2 separate regions of the Sus scrofa genome follow, and region 2 is linked to region 1. The links are chromatin contacts, called in public HiChIP or PLAC-seq maps. All regions are on one chromosome and are shown on one strand. The core of a region is the stretch at or near the end of the contact, and the rest is flanking DNA. Distances in the headings are between cores, read along the strand shown.

Evidence for each region. HiChIP or PLAC-seq counts read pairs in DNA pulled down with a chosen protein or histone mark.
Region 2: a contact with region 1 is called in an H3K27ac HiChIP or PLAC-seq map of alveolar macrophages. The contact joins two enhancer-like sites. A contact is called at or near these places in 1 of 47 Hi-C or Micro-C datasets (retroperitoneal adipose tissue) and 1 of 2 datasets of contacts at active chromatin or transcription factors (alveolar macrophages).

The regions. Positions count from the first base shown.
Region 1 is chr13:89,376,234-89,378,933 of Sscrofa11.1, forward strand. The region is part of intron 4 of HPS3 (HPS3, biogenesis of lysosomal organelles complex 2 subunit 1); the gene reads left to right. Among named protein-coding and RNA genes, the nearest start is that of HPS3, 17 kb to the left of the region's middle. Within about 2 kb of position 1,273, at least 8 of the 83 cell types and tissues checked have an H3K27ac peak or open chromatin away from gene starts, as enhancers often do. A contact at or near this core is called in alveolar macrophages, where this site is marked.
Region 2 is chr13:89,508,424-89,511,123 of Sscrofa11.1, forward strand. LOC100158001 (ceruloplasmin (ferroxidase)-like) reads right to left here. Exons shown (of 19, transcript NM_001244603.1): 3 at 1,586-1,798; 4 at 906-1,076. Among named protein-coding and RNA genes, the nearest start is that of TM4SF18, 40 kb to the right of the region's middle. Within about 2 kb of position 1,413, at least 2 of the 83 cell types and tissues checked have an H3K27ac peak or open chromatin away from gene starts, as enhancers often do. A contact at or near this core is called in alveolar macrophages, where this site is marked.

The DNA of each region.
Region 1 (2,700 bases), core at 23-2,522:
TTGTGGCTCAGTGGTAATGAGCCCGACTAGTATCCATGAGGATGTAGGTTTGATCCCTGGCCTTGCTCAGTAACTTAAGGATTCAGCATTGCCCTGATCTGTGGTGTAGTTCGAAGATGTGGCTCAGATCTGGCGTTGCTGTGGCTGTGGTGTAGGCTGGTTAGACCCTAGCCTGGGAACTCCCATGTGCCACAAATGTGGCCCTAAAAAGAAAAAAAAAAAAGAAAAATACTGATGCCCAGTCTCTCAGTACTGATTCTGACTTAATTGGTTAGCTCTGCAGCCTGGGCATCAACATTTTTTATAACCTCCCCAGGAATATAATGGGCAATCAAGATTAAGAATCACTGGTAATTCCCTGCTGGCTCAGTGAGTGTAAGGATCCAGCCTTGTCATTGCTGTGGGACAGGTTGAATCCCTGGCCCAGGAGCTTCCACATGCCTCAGGCATGGCAAAAAAAAAAAAAAAAAAAAAGGAATCACTCTTGAGTTCAGTACTTAGTTACTTAGTCCTGATCTTTAGGTATTGCCTAGGAAGGATATAAATATTTTGACTAAATGTGTTTTTAACCTTTATTAATTTTTTTTCTTTCTTTTGAGAGACATTTATTGAGTACCTACTATGTTGTGTATTGTACTGAATACTAGGGAGCTAACAATGAGCAAATGTAGGTAAGGTACTTGCACTCATGGAGCCTATTATCTTGAAGGGGGAGGCAGACATGAATGGAATAATCACAAGAAGGCGTGTACAGTTAACACCCTGACATGAGTGCCCTGTAAGAGAAAAACCCTGCCTTGAGAGTCTATAACAAAGATCCTGACCTCATCCAGGGGTCAGGGAAGTGTTCCTGAGAAAGAGGATCTGCAGAGTGAACGAGGGCTGATTTGGGGATAGGGTTGGTACAGAGGAAGCAGCAACGGCGATGTGGCCAAGGGAGAATCTTGGTTTGAGGAACTGAAAGAAGCAAGGGAGAGGGAGGTGGAACACAAGGCTGGAGACCAGAGGGCCCTCAGTCATGTTCGAGGGTTAGCTGTTTACTTAGTGGTTTTCCATAGCACCTGGAACAAAAGCCCAAATCCTTTCCATGGCCTCCATGACCCTGATTTTGAGCTCATCTTGTCCCACTCACCTTGCTTGCACCTCTATCCATGTGGCTTTCCTCTGTTCCTCTGAAATGCCAAGTTCACTCTTGCCTGAGACCCATTATCATCTCTTCCAGTGCTTAGCACGTACTTCCTTCAGAGCTTTTGCATGACTGATGACTTTGAGGCCTTCAACTCACAGCTCCAGTGTCACTTCACGACAGAGGACTTCCTAACTTCTCAGTTTAAACTGTTCCCTCTGCACATACTGCAGAATTTGTTTATTCTCCACCCCAACACCCCTCACTAGAAAGAATGCAGTTACTTTGTCTTGTGCAGGGTGTATCCCCAGAGCCTAGAACAGTGGCACATAGTAGGTATCTAGTGAGTGTTTACTTCACGGACAGATGAGGGGATGGGTAGTGCACATGTGAGCTGATCCATGATGGATCAGTATAGTTTTTAGAAGATGGAGATTTTAGTAAGCTATGACATAAGGGAAACTATGTACAAGGTGTAAAATCATCATGTGTGTTTGGAAATTGGTGACCAACTCTGTATGACTAGAGCACAGCTGTGTGTAGGAAAGAAAAAGAAGTAAAAACTGGACCAGTTGCTTTGGGCCGGTTGTGGAGAGTGTAGTAGTTGAACTTTCTTCTGTTATTAATGGGTGTCCTTGAAGAGTATTAATCAGGGCTGTACTTTTTTTTTTTTTTGGCCACAACCATGGCATGTACAAGTTCCAGGACCAGGGACTGAACCTGAGACACAGCAGTGACAACGCCAGATCCCTAACCTGTGTCACCAGGAAACTCCCAGAGCTATACATTTTTTAAAAACATTATGAAAAATTTCTAAGAATTCCCATCATGGCTCAGTGATTAATGAATCCGACTAGGAACCATGAGTTTGCATGTTTAATCTCTGGCCTTGCTCAGTGGGTTAAGGATCCAGTGCTGCGGTGAGCTGTGGTGTAGGTCATAGACGCAGTTTGGATCCTGCTTTGCTGTGGCTCTAGTGTAGGTGGGCAGCTACAGCTCTGATTCGACCACTCCATATGCATATGAACCTCCATATGCATGGGAGTGGCCCTAGAAAAGGCAAAAAGACAAAAAAAAAAAATTCTAGCACATAGGTGTAGAGAAAATAGTACAATAGACTATTGTACTACATCATACAGCTTCAACAGTGTTGCCTCATAACCACCCTTAGTCCTAAGCCAGATTATTTTGATGCAAATCCCAGAGTTTATATCATTTCATTCATAAACATTTCAACATGTGTTTCTTAAAAGAAAAGGATTCTTTTATTTAAACCCAGAAAAAATCAAATCATTAAAAAATAAACAAGCCCAAACTACTATTAAACATTTTTTTAAATACCTTGATATCATCAAATACAAGTCAGTTGTTCAAATTTCCCTGATTGTCTAAAAATTTTTCTCTACAATTTGTTTGTTTGAATCAGAGTCCAAGTGTCATACATTGTGATGGTTCCTATGTCTTTTACATCTCTTTTTAAAAAATTTCTCATTAAAGTGTATTTGTTTTACAATGTTTTATCAATTTCTATTGTACAGCAACGTGACCCATCATACATAAATGTACTTTCTCTT
Region 2 (2,700 bases), core at 163-2,662, 130 kb after region 1:
GCCATATGGTATAAATCCCATGCATTTCCTCATTACATAAACTTGGCCGTGGGAGTTCCCATCATGGCTCAGCAGTAATGAACCTGACTAGTATTCATGAGGATGTGGGTTCCACCCCTGGCCTTGCTCAGTGGGTTAAGGATCCGGCGTCGCCATGACCTGTGGTGTAGGTCGCAGACGCGGCTCGGATTTGGCGTTGCTGTGGCTGTGGCATAGGCCGGCAGCTGCAGCTCCGATTGGACCCCTAGCCTGGGAACTTCCATATGCCGCAGATGCAGCCCTAAAACGAAAACAAAAACAAAAACTTGGCTGTGTCAACATTGTTCTCATGCATAATCTACAACAGGATTGATTTGTTTTTTCCCCCCAAAAGAAAGTCATAAGCATTGTTTATGATTAAAAGTGAGGAGCATAGAAATTTAGAGGCAAGTAGAGGAAAAGTAGGCTGAAAGACAGAAAGTAGTGAAGAAGGGGAAAAGAATAGAAAGAAGTTAAGTCTGTGGAAGAAGAGAGCAAGGAGAAAGGTGACTGAGATAACAAGAGCATCTTTTCTGAAAAGTCCTATGTAGAAACACATTTTCATAAAAGATATACAGTCAGTTATGCTTTTGTTATTCCATAATATTTTATTACATTCAAATTAAATCTTCGCTATGTTGTTGCCATCTACCTTTGATCAATATCAGACCAGAAAACAAATGCAGTTACCTAACTCTACTTGCTATGAAACTTTGGAAACCAGCAGGATTTATTAGATGACTTGCATATAAACCAGCATCTCTGAGTGAAAAACTGGGACACAGAAACTCATCTAAACAAACTTGAGCAAATGGAAATAACTAAACAGAATCACAGAACTTAGAATTATAGGATATAATGAATGAGGAAGTTCTTTACGATCTTACAGCGCATGCGATTGCTTTCCTGGAAGCCAGGGTCGCTAGCATTAACTTGGCCAGGTTCAGTATATGTATTGATATTCTCATTGATATACCAGCTCTTGTTTTCATCAGTTGTAGAGAACAGCAAAACATAAGACTCATTGATATTTTTTTCCATGTCTCCATCAAGGGTTCCTGAAACAAAATGAACAGTAAAACTTCCTCTTTGCAATAATTCACTTTGCTATAAAATGAACTGATGATTCTGATTTCACTCAAAATACACAAGTAAAATCTTGCAGTGTCACAGACAAAACCCTAAGGAATTGATTATGCAAGGAAGGGAAATAGCCTCTTGTCTTCCTATTTCCTCCCAGCATGCAGATTCAACACTTCCATTGTAGGATAGAGAAAAGGTGGCAGAATTTGAGGTAAAAAAGGCTAAAGCGAAGATTATTATATTGGACTACCATCTAGTGTCCAACCTGCATTATTAGATTTGAAGGGAGGCATTTGACTCAAGATCGCCATCTAGAGCTCAGAGTTCAAGTGGCAGCATTACTTTCTTAACTGGTTGAATCAAGGTCAAGGCAGAAAAAAGCACTCACTCATTTAAGAGTAGAATTCCATTGGCGGTGGGGGTGAGAGAGACTCCACCTATCCTGGATGGCTCTATTGCTACAATGAGATTTTTAAAGTGTTACCTCTTTTACAAGTGATAATCGGTCCAATAAGTCCCGAAGTTACATCTTTTGGAGTGTCTACGTGGGAGTGGTACATCCTTGTCACGCAGTTACTGTCATTGGGACCAGGCCCCTGTTTTTCTTCCACAAACCATTTGTAAGTATACACTGCCCCTGGCTCCAAGTGGTCATCTTCTTTTTGCAGGCCTGTAGTATTATCAGGGTATAGAGCACCTAGAAAACATAACCTGCACTGTGGTTACAGTAACTACTGGACAACACTACTTTGGCTGGGATTCATGTTTTTTCCATTAAGCAATGAATGTTTTTTAATCTGTATTTTTAGAATAAAATGTGCATTTTTCCTCTCCTCTCTCTTGCCTCCTGTTTCCCTAGATTCCCCCTTAATTGGTTTCCACCTAAGTGCCCAGCTTGGCCAGCTTCTAGACTAAATTGGAATAAGGCAGTAGATTAACAGATCATCACCTTTATAAATGGATTCCACAAATATTTATTGTGCACCTACTATGTGCCTGAATCTTAAACACAAGAGATCCAGGCTCCTGATTTGCCCTCCATATTTTCTTTTTTTCTGGCTACACCTACAGCATATAGAAGTTACCAAGCTAGGGGTCAAATTGAAGCCGCAGCTGTAGGTTTATGACACGTTCATCCTCATGGATACTATGTTGGGTTCTTAACCTGCTGAGACACAGTGGGAACTCCTCCTCCATGTTTCTTAACTGCAAATTCAGACTTGGAACCCAGGGCACCATGAGGTATCCGAGTTACCTACGAGCCATCCACTGAAGTCCGAAAGTGACCTTCTGCCTAGCTGTCATTACCCTGAGCTACCACCTTAGTTCTGAATCTGGGGTTTTGCTCTCCTTTTTTTCTTCTTCTCCTGGAATTTCACCTCAGATCTCCATCTCTTGGGGCTGGAGTCTGATAACTATGGATAAATTCCTTCATTCAACAGAAGGCTTTAAAACATGACCATGTTGAACACAAAATCTTATTTATTAGTTTTCTCTTCTCTTCTTTTTTCCAACCACCCTCAGGCAGCTGTGAGTGTAGATGTTTAGGAAAGAAGATACTGTATGGAAGGTATGGCTTCACCTGGACACTGATGTTTT